Regions from separate parts of the Ovis aries genome. Here region 2 is linked to region 1. A link is a contact called in public Hi-C data. All regions are on one chromosome and are shown on one strand. The core of a region is the stretch at or near the end of the contact, and the rest is flanking DNA. Distances in the headings are between cores, read along the strand shown.

Region 1 (5,131 bases), core at 774-3,273:
AGATACAAGGAAGAGAGTTCTTAAGCTAGAAACCTTTCAAAAGACATTATGTTGGCTATAAGAAGCTACTGGATACTGCTCTCATTGCTGTGAACAATCTATACAAATCAACATGAAAAAATAAGCCCTAATGGGCAAGGTATGCTTAAATTTAATTCAGGTACTATTCAAACTTCAAGTCCCAGATACAAGGAAAAGGGGAAATATGGTACAAGGCAGTGTCTCTCAGAAAAGGAACCTTTCCAGGATTTGAGACAATGTGTGTTTGGCACAGCCCAGTGTTCACGATTTCCCATTAGCCACAACTTTCTCCAGCACTGAAGTGAAATGGGAAAGCAAATGAGGAACATAAACCAAAACTGTTAAATGCTCTTCATTGTCAAGTCTGGAAAGACCTCGCTGAGGGCCATTTACGTTGTGAAGGTAAGGCCTTGAGGAGTGAGGGGTGGGGGAAAAAAAACAAACAAACAGAAGTTTTACAAGGAACTCTTCTGAAAAATGGTTTACGATGGCAGAACAGAGGTAGAATGGCTTCCTTCTCCATCTTTAGTGTCAAGTTCGGGTTTTTTTGCTGCTGCGATTCTTTTGTTCTTTAATTAACTTCCCTCCTTGCGGGGCTTGCTGCAGTTTGCTGATGTAGTTCCCAACTGCTACCTTCCTTTGGCGACTCTTATTAGCGGACTGGCAAAGGCTGGGTAAAATGCACTTAAGAAAGAAGAAATCACCTTCTCTTGCCAAGACGCACATGTGCCCAGTACCTGAGGAAGAGCTTCACTGTCGCCGGCCAAGAGAAATTCCAGTTTAACCTCCCCTTTCCAAATCCATTGCAAAGAAGTGTATGTGTGTGCCACTTGCAGAGAATCTGCCTGACTCACCCCCGCTTTCGGCGTGCCAGGGGGAGATGTGAATGATCGGTCTCCGGGCTGGCAGTGAGGTCCCGGTGGCACCGAAAGTCCCCTGCCCCCATCCCCCGGCCTCCCCCGCGAGCGTGTTTGGGGATGTCTCCCTCTCCGGCAGGTGCCCGTCCACGCTGGGGCCACCAAAGCTCACCCAGGCAGGAACACACGTGTCCTGCGCCGGAGCCCAGCCCCCGGGATACAGTGGCCCCACAGTCCGGGCAGGCACGCCAGGTGAGCGCCGCGGAGGGGTGTCGGGGAAGGGGAGGGCTTGACCATGCGGGTGCAGCAGGATCATCCAACGTCCCCCTCTAACGCTAAGAAGAAAAAAGTACTTTTCTGCGGTATCTGCTTCCACACTCCGCCGGGCGCCCAGCCCCCGAAGATGCCCGGCCCGCAACTGACCTCTCTCTCGCGCTCGCTCGCTCGCTCCCCGCGCGCGCCCAGGCCGCCCGCGCCCCCTCCAGGACCTGCCCCGAGCTGACCCTCCTTCCCCGGCCCCGGCCGGGTGCTCACCTCCTGGGGTCCGGCTTCCGTCGCTCGTCCAGTTTGGCGGTTGAGTGTGGGGCTGCAGCAACCGCTGCCGCCGCCGCCTTCGCTGCCACCGCCGCTGCTGCCGCCGCCGCCGAAGCGCTGCCCGGCGCGCCGCCGGGGCTGGAAGCCGGGAGCCCGCGGGATCCCGGGAGGCGCGGGCCCGGGGCGCGGCGGGGCCGAACCGCGGGAAGTTGTCGGCGCGAGGCGCGGGGCTCGAGACACCCCCGCCCAAGTAGTCACAACTTAGCCGTCCGGGTGGGTGCGCGCTCCGGGGCGGGGGGAGGCGAGGACGGGGCGAGGGCGCGGGGGCGGGAGGGTCTCCGGAGCCGGCGGGACTGGACCCTGAAAGAGGGGAGAGAGCGGGCGCGGGGGCAGATGTCTACACGGCCCGCGTGGTGCGTGGCGGGTGAGTGTGTGAGAGCGCGGGGCGTCTACTCTACTTTGCCTTCTGCAGCTCCTGCATATTCATGGGGATCGCCGAGGTTCCTGCCGGTAACTACCACCGCAGCGGCGGCGCCCGGCCCGGACGCCCCTCGGGAGCGAGCCCGGGGAGGGGGGTGGATCGGGAGGGCGGCGGTGGCGGAGGCTGTGCCACGAGCGCGAGCCCGCGATCCATATTTAAAGCCGCGACTGGCCTCGGCCGGCCCCCCGGCCCTGCCCTCGCTCGCGCCCGCCCGCCCGGCCCCCACCGCTCCGGGCCGCCGCTCGGCGTCACCAGCCGGGGCATCGCGGCGGCGGGGAGGGGCCTCGGGCCGCACCGCCCCCGGGGGCCCGGGCTCTGGGCGCCGCGTCCGGCTGGAACTGACCGAAGACCCGGCTCCTGACCCGCCGCCTCCGCTTCCCTGGATTCTCTCTCTCTCTCTCTCTCTCTGACTCTGTCTGTCTCTGTCTGTCTCTCTGTCTCTCTGTTGTGCCCTGAGCCGGCTAAGTCCCAGCTTTTTGTCCGGTTTACAAGAGTTCCTCGCCAGGGAGAGCTTGCTCTCTCTTGCAGAACTGAAGTGACTGGGACAGATCACTCTTGAAGCTACTTTTATTAAAGTGGAGGGAAACAGGTAGAGAGCGCGCTGCCAGCTCACTGTGTGAAGTTGTCGTTCACCTCTAGCACAGGATGTCTGGGGAGAGCGCTGCTGTCAGCCTTGTCCTTCGCTTGTCACTGATGACTTCTGTCTTCCTCAACCAGTTTGGAAAGCATCTTTAGTCATCCAAGGGAGTTTCTTGAGGATATAAATGGATTATTGTATTTACTCTGTTTCTAAGGCTAATAGAGGTTTAAGTCCTCTTTGCCAAGCAAATAATACTACTAATAATATATCAATGACCCAGCCCCATTTTGATCAGTTAAGTAGACCATAAATATATGAACAGACTGTCGGCACTGACACCGTCTAATGTTCCGGATACTGCTAGAGAGGAGCCACTTAATGGATTTGAGCCACACAGTATATGATATAAGCCCATGTGCATTTCCTATTAATACATGTTATATATTTAATATACATGTGGAAGTCACTGACCAAACTGCATCTCTGAGGGTAACCACTGGAACACCTAAAACCCTAGAGAAATAATGTCACATGCTGACTACCTCCACCAAAGATTTGTTTCCAAATTCTTTCTTCAATAGCAAGTAAAAGTCGCTCAGTCGTGTCTGACTCTTTGCGACCCCATGGACTATACAGTCCATGGAATTCTCCAGCCCAGAATACTGGAGTGGGTAGCCGTCTTTTCTCCAGGGGCTCCTCCCAACCTGGGAATCGAACCCAGGTGTCCCGCATTGCGGGCGGATTCTTTACCAGCTGAGCCACAAGGGAAGCCCTTTCTTCAGTACTAACCTATAATTAAATAAGACCCCTAGTGGGGAAAAAAAAAATCTGGAGGAAAATAAGTTGGAGACAAAAGTCTTCTTTCTAGTATTTAAAACTGGAATAGACATATTATTTACTGTACCTCACCAATGCTGGCAAAACAGGTATATACTTGCACCTTTAAAAAAAATAACCTAGTGTGTTTAAAATCCTTGGTTAGTGCTCAGGAGACTCTGGGATGACCAGAAACTATCTAATGTCTAAAATTGAAATGCATTAATGTCGTGTGTCTGGCTGTTGTTACCTCAATGCTCACACAGCTTACATGACCCACTGCAATAACGTGGGAAATTCAAGTTGTTTTTTTTTAATGTAAAGATTTTGCCTACATAACTATACTTTGTTTTTAGACTAATGTTAAAATTAACTTTCAGTCCCTGAGCACACAGTTAGCAAGAATCAGCAACCCCAAAGTAAGCTCACAGGAAAAGAGAAGCCACTTTTGTATTAAGAATTTGCCATTGCTGTTCAGCAGTTTTTTCACACTGTGGATTATGTATTTCAACATAGCTGGCAATTTCTCATTATCATCGTGAACCAGCCATGAATGGTCAGTGTTAGTGACTGTTTGGGAAAGGAAAAGTCCAAGAAACTTACATTTTCCAATATTCTGCTGCAAAATCCATCAAACTGGCCTTTACACAAACCAAAAAAGTAACCCTTAAAGGCATTTTTCTATCAAGATGGACAAAATTTTACCCTGAAAGGAGTATAAAGTTGGAGAGTGGGGTGGGATGCAGAGAGAGAATTAGAGCACTATGGGGTGAGGGGTTGTGTGTCCCTTATATTAATGAGAAAAAGAGTTGTCTTTGGCAAAAAGCCAGCAACCTGTTATCATTCTCATTACTTGATGTTTGCTATCCCACAATTAAAAGCGCAGGTTCCATTTCCTTTCCTATTGACTATTGTCCAGTAATTGAGATGCATGTGTTTTTCTTTTGAAAGGTCATTGATTAACTTTTCTCGTTATCTCTGCGTGTGGTCACCTTTGCTATTGCTATTCAGAGCTGAAAAAAGTGAAAGTGAAGTGGCTCAGTTGTCGGACTCTTTGCGACCCCATGGACTGTAGCCCACTAGGCTCCTCCACTCAAGGAATTTTCTAGTCAAGGGTACCAGAGTGGGTTGCCATTTCCTTCTCCAGTTCAGAGCTAGGACAATGAATTTCACCAATCCTAAAACACGCTACGTCCCTTGATTCTCATGAGCCCAAAGAAAGCTTTATTTGTTCATTTCATATTGGTGTTCACACAGCTTGGTGACAAGAAAAATGAACAGAAAAAATGAATGGAATTAGAAAAACAGTATAAGTAATCTGTACTGATAATGATTTATTTGTTTAATAAATACCTCTCTCTGCTAAATGACCCTCTAGGATACTAAACCACTATTTTAGCTTATCAAGTTTCTTTGATATCATCCAAGGTCCTTATAGGCACCTAAAGGAAACAAAGATGGGAAGAAGAACCTTTGTGTCAATGACAGGCACCATCTAGTGGCAGCAGATGATGAAGCCTCGTGTCTGCATGATGCCCCCAGCAAGAATGAGGATGAAAGGTTTTGAATAGGTGGTTCAAACATCCCTGGTCTTGAAGAAGCATGGTTCTCTTTGATTCTAAAGCAAGAAGTTTGTACGTAGAACACTAATACAACGAATGGACCCCAAGATGATTATTCAAAGAATTAGGCTACAAATCTGACCTGCAGGTAGCATTATTGCCACTAAAAGTTTTCTCAGTCTTTGTGTAACTTCGTATAGTCACACCTCTTTATAAAGACCTCAGTGTTGTGTTTTTTTTTTTTCACTTAAAGACTTCTGTATTTAAGTTTCCTCCTTGT
Region 2 (5,282 bases), core at 2,623-5,122, 91 kb before region 1:
AAAATATAACTTATACAGCATGTAAGTCATACATTTAAAGTATACAATTTCATGTTCCTTGCATGTTCACAGAGTTGTACAACTATCACCACAATCAATTTTAGAACAGATTTTGATCACCCCAAAAAGAAATGCCATTATAAAATTAAAAAAAAAAAAGAAAGAAATGCCATGCTTATTAGCACTCATTCTTCTTTCTCCCAACCCTCAGCCCCTGGCAACCACTAATCTACTTTCTTTTTCTATAGAGCTGGATGTGTGCATGTGCGACTGTGTGTGTGCGTGCGTGTGTGCGTGTACACTCAGTTGCTCAGTCGTATCCAACTGTTTGGGACCCCATGGACTGGCTCCTCTGTTCACGGGATTCTCTAGCAAGAATACTGGAGCGGGTTGCCATGCCCTCCTGAAGGGGATCTTCCCAACCCAAGGATCAAACCCACACCTCCTGTGTCTCCTTACTGGCAGGGGGATTCTTTACCACTGAGCACCGGGAAATCCCTATAGAGCTGAACGGCATGTCTTATATAAGAGTGCTTATGCTCATCATACCTCTGTGAGCACAGAGCCTGATTCATTGCTCCCCTTTTTACCTGCAGTGTTCTCCTCAACCTTCACCCAATTTTTTTCTTTCTCATCCTTTGGAACTCAACAAAGTATGACTTTTCAGAGAAGTCATTCCCTGACCTCCCTAGCAAATCCTACTATTATCAGATTTTTATAGCACCATGAGTCACTCTATCATAGCACTTACCATAGATACAATTTAACATTTATTTGTATGGTATTGGATTAGTAAGTGTCTCTCCCAAAAGACTACTAGCTGCCTAAGGGTAGAAAGAGTCTTTAATTTTGTTCATCATCGTATTTCCAGCATCCAGCCCCATACTTAGTACACAGTAGATCTTCAATAAACATCCTATATGAAGGAAATAAGGGAGAGATGTATGAATGAGGTATCTCAGTCTTTCTGATACTGTTGTGGTCCTGAGGTTTACTGAGAGACTCTCTCTAGAGTTTTCAGTACTGAATAACTTTGCCGTGACTTCACTTGTTCACAAGGAACAAAGATTAGAGGGCTAAGGATCTCCTAGAGCAGGGAAGCTGAGTAATATTTTATAGTAAAATCCCTTGAAAGCAAAATAGGTTCAAAACACGCAACCAAGATAAACTTGACAAGTTTTAAAACTTTAAAATAAAAAAAATTAAAGAACAAATGAGTGAATGACCAAGTGACAGATAACAGATTTTAATATGAGAAACAAGTTGACATTTCACCCAGAAAAGAAAACTATCTGTATCCGCAGCAAAATCTAGCCACACCACCCATTACATCCAGTCAATTTTAGCTACTTTAGTTAATTTTGTTTGATGCACTTTCTCAAATAATAAATGTAATCACTTAGAAAATAAGTAATAAAAAGATACATAATATGACTTCTGACTCTAAGCTAAGATTTCTAGATTAACCATGTAGGACTTCAAGGGAGAAAAGGAAAGGCTACTTCATCTATTGTGCTTAAGTTCATCACTACTCCAGAGTGAAAGAAAAAGGAATCAATATTGATAATATTACACAAGGTGAATTTGGATGTGAACAATGACTTTCAAATTTCATTCGCTCTAAATAGATGCTGTGAAAAAGCCTGATCTAACCTTTATCCTAATCACTCTAGCACAATGGCAAAGAACTTTGCCTGGAGTCAGACAGACGGCAGTGTCCCAGCAATACCACTTGCCAACCATGTAATGTCAGGAGAGTCACTCACTTCTGCACGCTTTAGGTCCCTAACCCTAAAAATGAGGACATTAACCTCAAGGGCTTTGATGAGGAAAACTAAGATTACAATTTTTAGGTACGTGCAGAGTACCTATTGTAGAGATTGTGTCCAGTAAATAGTAATTGTTATTATTCTCAGCAACATTTTATCAACAAAATTTGTCACCTTCTACACAGATTTATTCACATTACTGCTGATAGCTCTCCTTTGTAAGATGAGTGTGACAGGACAGGTAGTCATATAAACAGACCAACCTGCAAAATCTGAGGGCTGCTCAGGCTCACCAACAATGACAAAATTAAGAGATTCCAGGTCTTCACTTCCTCTAAGTAGAAGATATTTTTTATCATTTATGGAGTAAATAATGGAACTAAAATATTCACTCACTAATATTTATTAAAATAAGTGTCAGTCACCTATCCCTTTCCATTAAGAAACATGCATTTCTCCAAGCACCACCCAGTTCACCTAAGCTTACATCTCATTGGTCAGGACTAAGTCACATGGCTTAGTCTCTACCTCAAGGGACCCTGGGAAATCTATGTTTTCAGCTGCCACACTGCTGTCATGAACAAAATTGGCGTTTTGAGGAGAAAGAAGAAAAGGAGAATATATACTAGGCAGGCTACCAAGCAGAGTCTCCTAAAATGTACTTCTATGGTTGTTCTTTCCATCTGGTTTTTGTTTGTCTGGCCCCATCATGCAGCATGTGGGATCTTAGTTCCCTGACCAGATATTGAACCTGTGCCCCCTTCAGTGGAAGTGTGGACTATTAACCACTGGACCCCCAGGGAAGTCCCATATGGTTGTTTAACTACAGAAATATAATGACCACATTCTTTCCTTCTAAAGGGGGAAAGGATCTTTTGGTAGAAGCCCCTCAGTTTGCTCACCCTCTGTGCTGGTCCACTGCTAGGTGAAGAAGCAATGAAATCTCACCAGCTCCTCACTCCCCTCCCCTCCCCTCCAGACACTCCGGTTGCTCCAAGGCTCAACTCAAATGCTCCTTTCTCTGTGATGCCTTTTCCTACTCCCCATGTCAAACCTAGACATTTTCCTTGATGCCCTCATATCACCTCATGTATAGCTCTACTATAGTACTTGTCATAGTCTCTGCAATTTGAATTGTGTCATTTTTTCCACTAAACTGTCAGGTTTCAATTTTCATCTCTGCAGGCCCGGTGCCCAGGTCTATGCCTGAAAAGAAAAAGTACTCTCTAAATATTTCTTTTGAACTGTGATGTTGGAAAAGATGCTTGAGAGTACCGTGGACTGCAAGAAGATCAAACCAGTCAATCCTGAAGGAAATCAACCCTGAATATTCACTGGAAGGACTGATGATGGTGAAGCTTCAATACTCTGGCCACCTGATGTGAAGAGCCAGCTCATTAGAAAAGACCTTGATGATAGGAAAGATTGAGGGAAAGAGGAGAAGGGGACGACAAAGGACAAGATAGTTGGATGGTATCACCAACTCAACAGACATTGAGCAAACTCCAGGAGATGGTGAAGGACAGAGAAGCCTGGGTGCTGTGGACCATGGGGTCGCAAAGAGTCAGACACGACTGAGCGGCTGAACAACAACAACAAAATATTTCTTGGACTGAATCAAAATGGATTAAATTGAATTGACTTGCATTGCACTGCACTGAGACTCAGGGATCTGACTGCATCTCTCCTCTCACCCTGTTGCGGTGGCTCGTGGGGTGTCTGCCCCAGAACCATGAAGGATGATGACAAGCTTACTAGCTTATGGTTCATACAGAGATCATGTCTCAATGAGATCATGCATTAGCTTGACTTTCTGGCCAAAAAGGAGAGTCAAAAAAAGAAAAAAAAAGTTACATTAGCTTATTTCCTCTCAGGGGAACTATGGAGAAAGGAGTAAAAGTTACTGTTTAACAAACAAAAGGCTGAGAAAACATTTTTTCATTTAAGAATATGAGAAATTAGTGAAAGTGACAAAAATAAATAAAAACCTACCACATACTCAAAAAAAAAAAAAAAAGTTGCACAATGGCCTAAAAGCCAAACTGTAATTGTGAATGTGCTGGCATTTGGCACAGAGATCAGGATTTCAAGGAAGTGAGCCACTCTTTCATGAACGGGACTAAACTGAAATGTCAACTACAATTGTTACAGTATATAGGAATGAACTAACATATGGTGTTTTTAAAATAAACTACTAACCACATCCAGTGGTTTCAATTAAAGAATGGTTCATTGCTTACAAAAATTCCCCTAGATCCAGCTGTCTTCCAAAAAAGTCCCATTGCCTCACTGAATTTCCACTGTCATCAGGCAGATTACTAAGGGACCAGTCTTGGATTAGATGTGAACACTCAGGGCAGCCTTGTAGAAAGTACTTTCCCCAGCTTTATCTCATGGCTGAACAAATCCTGGGGGTAATCTCCTATAAGGAACATAAGTTGAATTGTAGCTATCTTAAATGGCCTACTAGAAATCTTAGAGATTAATAACCAGAAGAATTTTTCAGAATGCTAAATATGGTTATTTATACTTTAGTGTTCTGGAATTTTTTTAAAAAGTGATAATAAACAAGTATTAAGAAAAGGTCTATTAAGACCCAAGTTTCTGACAGAAGGAACATCTCTTAGGGAGGACTCCAAAACCAATACAAAGAGGTAATGTAAACAGAAGAATGAAAAGAAGCTAGAGAATCATGGTTGAAAAACTATCCCTTGGGGGATTAAAGATAAAACAGGCAGAGGCCACTTGAAACTTGTCTGAGGACAGCGTTAGAGATCTGGTCCTGCTAAGAAATGTGGTTCTATTTTGAGGGGTGAGAAGCTAGCCTCTGCCACTCACCCAGTGATTTTTCTGTTCTTTGGTCTCACTGTCTTTCTCAACAGTCAGGATCCCTCCACAGTCTCTCGTTCTCAGAACTGGTCATCTCCTCTCTCTCCTTGGGCTTCCCTAGTGGCCCAGATGGCAAAGAATCTGCCTGCAATGCAGGAGACCAGGGTTCAATCCCAGGTCGGGAAGATCCCCTGTAGAAGGGAATGGCAACACATGCCGGTATTACTGCCTGGATAATTCCATGGTCAGAGGAGCCTGGTGGACTACGGTTCACGGACTACAAAGAATCGGACACAACTGAGCGGCTAACACTTTTCTACCTTCTTACCTTCAGTGCCATTCATGTACTTTTCTCCTGTGTGACCCCCTGCCCCCCGCACTCGCCAAAATGTAGAATTCAATGACATTTTAAAAAATCAATTGTTACTTATAATAAATACAAGCTTCAGGTTGGTTTTTCTACTAATACGTTGCCCTTGATTGATCTCTTTTTCATCCAAGCTAGTACAAGCCTTCTATTCAAATTCCCCATTTTCACACGTAAAGGCAGAACATTTTACCCACCTGCCAGACAAGGAAAGCCTCTCTGTCACTTCTACTGTACACAAAGAATATGCAATGCAAAGATCCTGACATTTATCCCATTATATTCATCACTTAGGTGTTTTTACAAATATCAGAAAG

Evidence for each region. Hi-C and Micro-C count contacts between places; a contact is called where the count stands out from the background.
Region 2: a Hi-C map of skin fibroblasts shows a contact between it and region 1, with 2.3 times the contacts expected there. The contact joins the enhancer-like site here to the promoter of SLC4A4 in region 1. A contact is called at or near these places in 2 of 16 Hi-C or Micro-C datasets (skin fibroblasts and tail adipose tissue).

Annotation. Positions count from the first base shown.
Region 1 is chr6:87,177,640-87,182,770 of ARS-UI_Ramb_v3.0, reverse strand. It overlaps SLC4A4 (solute carrier family 4 member 4), which reads right to left and starts at 2,023. Exons shown (of 25, transcript XM_060417186.1): 1 at 1,413-2,023.
Region 2 is chr6:87,270,806-87,276,087 of ARS-UI_Ramb_v3.0, reverse strand. All of the region lies in intron 3 of SLC4A4 (solute carrier family 4 member 4), which reads right to left. Among named protein-coding and RNA genes, the nearest start is that of SLC4A4, 93 kb to the right of the region's middle. Within about 2 kb of position 3,872, at least 3 of the 54 cell types and tissues checked have an H3K27ac peak or open chromatin away from gene starts, as enhancers often do.